2 separate regions of the Mus musculus genome follow, and region 1 is linked to region 2. The links are chromatin contacts, called in public HiChIP or PLAC-seq maps. All regions are on one chromosome and are shown on one strand. Each heading gives the region's core, a stretch centred on a gene start, on an enhancer-like site or on the middle of the called end of the contact. The rest is flanking DNA. Distances are from core to core; before and after follow the strand shown. Region 1 holds the start of Sec31a (Sec31 homolog A (S. cerevisiae)). Region 2 has its middle 50 kb from the start of Rasgef1b.

The links. HiChIP or PLAC-seq counts read pairs in DNA pulled down with a chosen protein or histone mark.
Region 1: a FOXA1 HiChIP or PLAC-seq map of pancreatic cancer cells shows a contact between it and region 2. The contact joins the promoter of Sec31a here to the enhancer-like site in region 2. A contact is called at or near these places in 4 of 39 promoter capture datasets (the SN4741 cell line, hippocampal neurons, maxillary cranial neural crest and 1 more) and 2 of 115 datasets of contacts at active chromatin or transcription factors (astrocytes and pancreatic cancer cells).

Annotation. Positions count from the first base shown.
Region 1 is chr5:100,414,827-100,419,919 of GRCm38.p6, forward strand. Sec31a (Sec31 homolog A (S. cerevisiae)) reads right to left here and starts at 1,408. Exons shown (of 28, transcript NM_026969.1): 1 at 1,277-1,408.
Region 2 is chr5:99,200,957-99,205,733 of GRCm38.p6, forward strand. No RefSeq gene overlaps it. Among named protein-coding and RNA genes, the nearest start is that of Rasgef1b, 50 kb to the right of the region's middle. Within about 2 kb of position 2,280, at least 28 of the 459 cell types and tissues checked have an H3K27ac peak or open chromatin away from gene starts, as enhancers often do. A contact at or near this core is called in pancreatic cancer cells, where this site is marked.

The DNA of each region.
Region 1 (5,093 bases), core at 158-2,657, 1.2 Mb after region 2:
AGGAGGGTCAGAATTCAAGGTCATCCTTAGCTAATCAATAAGTCTGAGACTACTCCGGGCCACAAGAGACCCTATCTCAAAGAATGAAGGAAACGGGGAAGAAGAGAGGGAGAAACAAAAAGAAATTAATTTTGCTGTATCACTTGACAAGTCTTTAATGCGGGATTTTTGAACCTCATGAAATTACACAGAAAATCCTACCCAGGTATGTGCATACAGTGTGCGCATGCTTTTCTAGGAAAAGCCCGATGCTTCCAAAGGGGGATGAAAATGCCAAAAGACTGATAGCCATTGCCTTTAACAGTTCACAAATATCTTTCTACTCTTACATGTTTCAGGGGGGGAAAAAAACCTGTTTACAAAATTTACCAGTGAAATCCAAATCTCATCGCAAATCTCACATTTCCAGACTCCACAATGTGTAACATTCACAATTAAGATAGAAATTATCCAAAAGTTCTTATTCCCTGCAAACCTTTCTTGGTTTGCTGTAACGAAGAGAAACAAGGACAGAATTACTTAAAAGGGCAGTACATTTTATCCAACTCCTGAATAATCAGGATATAGAGGATACGGTCACATGAGCGAGCTTCTAATTTTATTTATACATATAAATATATATATATATATAAGAGTTACAATTGTAGACAAAGAGCCAAGTTTCAACTTTGTATAGTTTAACAATTTGGAGGAACTATCAAAAAAACTCTTGCAACTTCCAGGAAGACCTGCAGAATTAGTTCTACGAGCTCACAGAAAAAGTTTACATGCCCACAAGTCCAGGCAGTTATTTTACAACTGCCTCACAATGTAATTTAATACAACAGCAGCAAAATCATATGCTTTTGAAGCACCGGCTGTGATTAGCGACTGCTGTCGCTAAATAATACAGTCCTAGTTAAACGACAGTAGCCTTCCTTTCAAATCTATGGTCCTTTAAATCTGGCAACAGTTCAAACACAACTTAACACAAAAATCTCAACCTAGGTGAAGTCAAAGAAATCATCCCGAGGTCTGTTTCCCTTCCATGCCCTTGGGGATCGCACCACTTTGTGCACAGGGACTGAAAGGTTAACCTCAAACTCACTCCCGAGCAGGGCAGCCTGGAAACGTCGGCAGAGGATGACCGGCACGATCACCCGCCTGCTGCGACTCCAGGCGTTGTCCCGGCGGGGCCGAAACGAGACGGGGGCGCGCCGTCAGCGGAGAACGGGCCTCGGGCCTCGGCAGCGGACACCGAACCTGGCGAGGGGCAGGAAACAAACGGCGGACACACCTGGCGGACCTCAGCGACCTGTCCTGCGTTAGCCGGCGAGCGTCGGCCTCTCCCCGGATCCGCCGCCGCCGCCCCTCCTCCGCGGCCCAGGGCCACCTCCACGCTCCGCTCCAACGTGGCAGCCGCAGCCCCGCCTGCGGGCCGGCACTTCCGGGTGCGGCAACTCGCCACGCCCACCCGGCCAGCCGGCACTTCCGGGAGCAGCGGCTCGCTCCTCCCACCCCGCGGGACAGCACTTCCGGGAGCAGCCACTCCGGTAGGCTAGTCTGGCCGGAGGTAAGGATTCAGCCGCGCGGCGTGAGGAGGCGCCTAAACTTCAGGATGCATCCGCTTGGCGGTAGATCAAGGGGAAGTCGAGCTGGGCGTCTCCGTCGGGGAAGGAGAGCGGTGACCGCGAGGACGCCACGTAGCACTCCTGTGAGGCGTCAGCAGCTGCTGGCGACAATACCCACACTAGACAAGGCGGGCGAAAACTGGCTGCAAGGACCGGTTCAGTTTGTGACTCGGCTAAGTTAATTATTGGTTTTGCGTCTTCCCTTTGAGAACTTACGTGATTTTGTCGCACACACCCAAAGGCTTATACTCTATAGAGGCTTAGCTGCGTGAGTGAGGTATATCGAATTAAGTTCATATTCTTAATATTTCAGTAGCTATCCATGGTATTCAAACCTATTAGCACTCGCCCTGGGCTACCGGAACAAAATAAGCGTGTGTGTGTGTGTTGCTCTCAGATTGGAGCATTGAGATTTTCGTTTAGGGATATAGATAGATAGATAGGTAGGTAGGTAGGTAGGTAGGTAGGTAGGTAGGTAGGTAGGTAGATAGATAGATAGATAGATAGATAGATAGATAGATAGAGATAAAGATATAAACCAGTAACTGGAAATGTAGAAGCTGGTCTGTAGAGCAAAAGAATGAAATGGGTGCTGAATTGGGCCCATGCATATGATGCCACCACACTCAAGAAGTAGAGGCAGAAAGATCAGGAGTTCGAGGCTAGTCTAAATCCAGGTCACCTTAGGCTGCAAGAGAGCCTTTCTTGAAAAGCAAAAGAAAATACACCACCACCAAAGGCTGGAGAGACGGCTTAACAGTTGAGAGCACTTGCTGCTCTTACAGAGGGCTTGGGTTTATTTCACAGAACCCATACGGCAGTGCACAAGTATTTGTGACTCCAGTTTTAAAGGACCCTACACCATCTTCTGACCTCCAGCAATATCTGCATGCAATAAAGCACATACATAAATACAGGCACTCAACACATAAAAAGTGAATAAACCATAAACAACAAAAGAAATTAGGTGCTGAAATTCTCTATCCCAACTTAAGCTAGGTCTAGTACATTTCTGTACATTTTAACAAGATGGGGTTGGTTTGGGACCCTTTGGTCCCAGACACTTAAACTATCTCCCTTAGAGCTCCCAACCTTAACGTATGTGCTGCCTGGTTGTACTTTTAATTTAAGGTGGGATTATTTCATCAGTGAACTCAAGCCAGATGAAAATCACTTGTCATAAACTATTAGCACCTGGACTGAACTGAGATCTCCTAACTTATTACCCTTGTTGACCACACCCAAGTCTCCTGTAACACCTTGCTTATAGACTCCTTACATGAATGTAATTTTTGTTTGTTTGTTTGTTTTTGGTTTTCGAGACAAGGTTTCTCTGTGTAGCCCTGGCTGTCCTGGAACTCACTCTGTAGACCAGGCTGGCCTCGAACTCAGAAATCCGCCTGCCTCTGCCTCCCAAGTGCTGGGATTAAAGGCGTGCGCCACCACGCCCGGCTGAAAGTAATGCTAGTGATGCTTCTTTATTGAACACAAGGTATCAGCAAGCTGGACTTTGAGGCAGAAGCAGGAAGATTGTGAGGCCAGCCTGAACTGCATGGTGACTCCTTGTCTTTCCATGCTGAGGGTATACTTTATAGTGGGAGTTTTTGCATAGCATACACAAAGCTGTTTGATCCCTAGCAACAAGCTGGTAGTCAGAAGTACTGGAAAGTGGACATGTCTTTTATTCACCCCCTCTGTGTTCTACATATGTATTTCACTTTAAAAAGCAAGTTTACAGAGTTGAGAAAATGGTGGCCCGGCCCACCCCACCCCAGCATGAGGATAGGACCTATGTATCAGCTTAGGGCAGCAGCCACCATCTGTCACTCCAGCAGTAGAGGGACGGAGACAGGCAGTGATCCCTGGTATAACCAACAGCTGTCCATGAACTTGCTAACCTGTCTAAGTGGCTGGGATTCAGTCCTGTACCACCAGGTTGACTGTGGGGGACTGGTGGTAAAGTGATAGTTGTACAATATCAGAGTTTGCAAAGGACCACCTGCCCCTATCAAGGAAAACCTAGTACCATTCACAAGTCTTTTAGCTCATCTCAGTCAATTTATTAATCAAGCCTTGTTCCATGAGAATGAAACTTTCAGAAAGAAAGTTCATTTCCAGACTCTACTCATTGAAGCCAGAATGGAGGTAACTAAACACCTATGTGGTGGATAGAGTCAGTAAAATTCACCATTCAGATAGAAGACTGCAGGGAGAGGTGGCAGCGCTCGCTGCCTGTCACACAGCTCTTGATTCCTGCGATGCAAAGAACAAGTCTGACTGGTTAGTGTTCTCTGTGGCATTGCTGTCACACATCCTGCAGCGCCTCAGAAAGGCCTGGTTGTGGCTGTTTAGGTCTCTTCTGGAGCTTCAGGCAGCATGAAATCTTTTTACTCTTAACTATGTGTCTATGGAAAGGTCGGGTGGACGTTGATCCAGGCGTCAGTTCATCCTTGGTTCCTCTGAAAAGAACATTAGCTCTTAACCTTAGGCTATGTCTCCAGCCCTTACATGAAATCTTGAAGCTGTCCTTACAGGAGCACCAGTCATGACTAGCTTTTATCCAACTGCCAAGACGGGCATTGGGCTCCAATTATGTAAGCTAGTTGCACTTTGACTTTAGGGGGTAAATGTGACCAGAAAGGAGATGACAACCTTAGGAGCCTCCTGCGTTGTGTCAGCAACTGGTTATTTTGTTTCACTGGGTTTTAGAAGATGGGTACAACAGAGGAAGAGGGAAAGAGCAAGGCATGGTGGCACATGCCTATAATGCCAGTGTGTGGGAGAGAGGCACAAAGACAAGTTGGAGGTAATGCTCAGCCTGTGCTAGCATTCTCTTGAGAAGACATAGCAGCCTACAGTGAGCTGAGGAACACAAGTAGCCCATGACTGTTAAGTCAGCCCTAGAACTGGAATTTGTATTGTGAAGAAATGATTGCACTTAAGGAAGTTCCAGAAACTTACCTCCCAATGCCGAGGCTACAGCAATAGAAGAGGCCTGACCCCTGGGGAGGAAGGGGATCAATCAGTGACCCCAACTAACAGGGCATCCCCAAGAGATCAAGGGCCCAATCGATATCCAAGGGACAACCCTCTTAAAGGGGTGTTTTACCTTATGGAAGACTCCTGACAAGGTCATGAACCCTGGGTTCCAGTTACTGGATGAGATGTCATAAAGTCCTCAGATGGATTCGGTCCCAGTGATGCAGGCCAGAAGGGAAAGACAGTGCAGCAAAAAAGAAGTGATGGAGGTTTGGATGAGGTACAGCCTGTTGGGTACGCAGATTCTACCCCTCAGTGGCTGCCAACCCGAGGAGCCTAGGAAAGTGACAAGCTGCCTGACAAAGGGGACAGCAGGTCCCTACCAGACAAAGCAAGGCAGTGTGACATACTACAGACACAACTAACAGGCAGGAATGATAAACTCTCCTACAAAGACCAGGAACACTGGTCCCCGACACCCCTGCTGGGGACCTTTGGGTGTCA
Region 2 (4,777 bases), core at 1,030-3,529:
TCAGTCTCAGGAATGAGTCAATGCCTAAATAAGGGAATGGCCCTTGGAGGCTAGCTTCAGGAATGTTATCTAAGGGTTTAACAAAGAAGAGGGGAGGAGAAAGTGCAAAACCTGCCAGCGCAACGCCATGCTTGCCATGTTTGGCCCTGTTAGCCCTTCACTGTCTATTGGCAAGAGTTGGGCATTGCAGTATCCCACTATCAGTGTGAGGATCAATGCATGATTTCATCTGTATTTAATCCTATTATGAACTTGGGTGCCTTGGAGTTTGCTTCATAGATGTTAAAAATTGCAATGTCCTCTTGATGGATTTTTCTTTTGGTGAGTATGTCGTGTCCTTCCCTATCTCTTTCTGATTATTTTAGTTTGAAGGCTATTTTGTTAGATACTACAATGGCCACACAAGCTTGCTTCTTAAGTCTGTTTGCTTGGAATACTTCTTCCAGAAAGCCGATGGCTCTGAATCCATTCGGTTCAAGATGCTTTTTGGGTTCTTCTGGAAGAAGGATGCCTAGGTTTTTGGACTCTACTGGAGTCATATTGTCCCAGTTGTTATTTACTGTGTTTTTTATGCTGTCACCTAGGGTTTGGGAAGATTGTAATTCTAGATGTTTAAATCTGCTTTTATGTTGTTGGATAGGTGTTTCATTCATTGGTTTCTGTTGCCCTCTCTGGTTTTTAGGAGGGTCTACTAGTTGTGTAATATCTAGTAGTTAATTCTTCTGGGTTGCTGCCAGGAGTGACCACTAGGGTTTCTGGGTAAAATGTGTTTCTACGTATTGGGATCTGATGCTGAGGAATTCGGATGGACTAGGAGGCAGGATATGAGATGGTCCGCAGTAGGGAAAAAAAGCAGTGTTGTCTGCTAGGATCTGTTTATTCCTCTGGGAATGGGGGCAGAGAGTGAGGAGAGGCCACAACAGCTAGTCTCTTATGGACCTGGAACGAGATTAGAGGATGGATGTGGAGGAGAGGAGAAAAAGATCTGAAGCTCACCCACCTGTTTCTCTGGTCTGCTTGCTTCTCTGTAGGCTTGACTGGCGAGTTGCTAGGGATGCCTACTGGAGTCGTGGGTTGGGATAACAGGATGGAATGATGGGAAAAGCTGGAGAAAACCTGAGTAGTCTGCTAGAGAGCAGAGGAAGACTGTGAGTCGCCATTGTTGAAGTGACCAGCACTTATAGACACTTGGTGTGAATTCAAGTGTGCTGGACACCCCTTTCCGTCTTGAAGGGATGGGGAAGTACAAGAAGCTTTGGCAAGAAGTGTGTGTGTGTGTGTGTGTGTGTGCGCGCGCCCGCGTGTGCATGTGTGTGCCTATGTGTTGCTGGTCTGAGGAATGTATACATTCACACAGAAATGGCCAGGCTACAACTCTAAAGGAGCAAATTCCTTTCCTCTACAAAAGGAAGATATTAATGTCAAAGGTAAATTGGACTGCGGTCATGGTTTTTCCTAAGGATGAATTCTGACTTCAAAGGTCCTGGCTTCTCAAAAAGCCGACAATACCTGCCAGGTAAAAACCATGGTTCTTCTCACAATTCCCACAAGATGGCAGCATTTCACCAAAGATGTCCCTCTCGTTGCCTATAAGAGAAAGAAGTGGAAATCAGTAGAGGACTAGTTGAGAATTCATAAAAGCAGAAAGAGCCCCAAATAGTTCCAAACCCTGGTGGCCCTCCAATTAAATGAAGCTCTTTAGCTTGAGCAGTTGCCTTCTAATACAATGGCTTCCCGCTTCCTACTTCTTAAAACAAGGCCCATCTGATACTCCAGTGCCGGTGCTGTGTTCACCACATGAGGGCGGTGAAGTCCCTTTGACGGCAGAGGATCGATAGTTCTGAATCTATTTTTTTGAAGATGCTTTGGGTTCTGGGACTGGATGAAGGGTGTCCAGTCACCTCTTGGCACCATGGAAGCCACTCACTCTTTCTCCATTATCAGTCTAATCAATATGGTGATTTTCCTGCCTTCAGCCCCCATGGCTCTACAGTTGACCGAGCCTTCTTGAACTCTACTTCAGGCTTCTTCTGAGCTCCCAGCTCAGCCCTATCTGATCCTTTTTGGGTTCCGGAGAAGAGGGAGTGCTATCAGTATCTGTAGTGAGTGTACTTGGAGATACATGCTGACGATCACAAGATGGGTGACTCTGTCACACTGGAGACAGAGAGAAGACACGAGGAGAGTCACAAGTTTGGTGTTGCTTACAGTAGTGGTACAGAACCGTCTCCACTCTCTTGAATTAGGTATGCCTCCAGGATCAACGGTAGCTTTGAGAACAACATCAAGGCTGTTGTGGATCCTTCACTCCACCCTCCCGCACCAGACTCGAGTCAGCGTCCGCTCTTACACCATAGCATGCTATTGCTTTGGCAACCAGTTCTTAGGTCAGCATTGCTGGAGAGAAACAATGGAGAGGATTCAGGAAAAGCATTTAGATGAAGAAAAGCAAGAAAAAGAGGCTTTCTGGGGTGTAAGTAGCTTGAGGTTTATTGGGGATAAAAGGGGGTGGGGAATAAGTGAGTGGGTGGACAGATTGGTGGATGTTGTTCGTAGAGAGGAAGTAGGCTTTGTAAAATCTCTTCAGTGTCTGCCCCACCCCATCCCTGCCACCCCTGTATTTCAGGATGCTGTCTGTGTCTCTGTCTGCCTTGCTACTTCTCAGATTGTATCTGGTGCTGAGTGAGGCAATACTTGTTGGCACTCCCAACCTACACACTCTGTGTTTACAGACAGTTATCATATCATTAGTCATTGCCTAGCAAGTACCGCTTTCATGTTTCCACATCTGGGTCCCTCCCACCCCCTCAGCTGTGTGTGCCCCACTCTCTGATCTCCTTCCAACACTTCCTTCTTCTTCAGACCCCAGAGATCTTCACAGACAACTTGTTGTCTCAGGTAAAAGATCAAAGTTATCAAGGAATGATGGGGGCATGTTGTGTGGACTCAGGGGAGAGCTAATACTTTTCACAACAGTTCTAAAGCCAGAACCAGAACCAAAGAAACTCCATTACTGCACACCCCATTTGCACACAATGTCTAAACTCTTTTTTAAAGTACATGAGTACTGCAATTCAGACCCATGGCATTTTGAAAGCATACCTCTAAAATGGATTGAATACATTTAGCGATTTTCTTTCTCCATTACAGAAAAATCCACTACAGAAGCCATAAACTTTTGTAGAGCAAAGAGGAACAAGACCGAAAGAGAGAGGAAGAGAATCGCAGGAAGGGACCTCAGCCTTGGGCCAGAAGACTTTGCACTCTAAGGCCTTGGCAAGCAGTGGTGCTAGGTGCAGCTATGCATCAGTTGGAGAAGAGATGGGGAGGGGGTGCAGGAAGATGGGGACTGAGTTGATTTGTATCTCTGTGCTTGATTATCTGGCTAGATCAGGAGATGAGAGTAAATGGTAATGAAGCAGCTCCGAGGGAAATCAGGCCAGCACAGCATAAAGGAGAAGCAGGTAAGACTCGGCAGAAAGTGGACATCTCCAACCTTCTGCGGTTTTAATCTGAAAGTCCAGTGCCTGCCACCCAACGTGCAGTGATATCTTCCATATGAGTTCATTCTATCTATTCATGTTCTTGGTCCTTCCCCCTCTTCCCCCATCCCGACAGCCATTCTCTTGCTACAGGTCCATTACTTATGTCATCATTTGCGATATCACACGGGTGCTCTTCTCCCTCTGCACACCATCCCCACCCCAGTCACAGTTCTATACCAAACCTCCCTCTATAACTCCATAGCTAAGACCTACTCAGTGATGACCTTGACTGTGAGGCAGAAATCACTCTCGGTACTGACTGGTTTTGTGTGTCCACTTGACCCAAGCTGGAGTTATCACAGACAAAGGAGCCTCCCTTGAGGAAATGCCTCCATGAGATCCAGCTGTAAGGATCAATAAGTGATCAAGGGAGAGGGCCCACTGTGAGTGGTGCCATCCCTGGGCTGGTAGTCCTGGGTTGTATAAGAAAGCAAGCTGAGCAAGCCAGGGGAAGAAAGCCAGTAAAGAACATCCCTCCATGGCCTCTGCATCAGCTCCTGCTTCCTGACCTGCTTGAATTCCAGTCCTGACTTCCTTTGGTGATGAACAGCAATGTGGAAAGTGTAAGCTGAATAAATCCTTTCCTCCCCAACTTGCTTCTTGGTCATGATGTTTGTTCAGGAATAGAAACCCTAACTAAGACACACTCCTTTTTTTTTTTTTTTTTTTTGATACTCAAGACTTTTGATAAATTGAAAAATAACAACCGAATTCCTCCATTATATAAACATACTTTTTATACAGTGCTGGTGAATGGCCCCAATAGGTTCATATATTTTAATGTTTAGTCATTAGGTCGTGGCACTACTTAAGGATTAGGAGGTTTGCCTTGTTGAAGGAAATGTCTCACTGAGTGAGACCTTTGGGGCTTCAAGTGGTCAAGCCATCAGACTTTCTAGCAAGTTAAGAAATGCATTTGGGATGCAGAACCCCTGTGAGCTCAAGGCCAGCTTTGTCTAAATAGTGAGTTCCAGGTCAGCCAGGGCTACATTGTGAGATGAGAGAGAGGAGAAGAAGAGAAGAGAAGAGAAGAGAAGAGAAGAGGAGAGGAGAGGAGAGGAGAGGAGAGGAGAGGAGAGGAGAGGAGAGGAGAGGAGAGGAGAGGAGAGGAGAGAAGAGAAGAGAAGAGAAGAGAAGAGAAGAGAAGAGAAGAGAAGAGAAGAGAAGAGAAGAGAAGAGAAGAGAAGAGAAGAGAAGAGAGAGACCAAGAAACAGAGACAGATCGAAAGAGA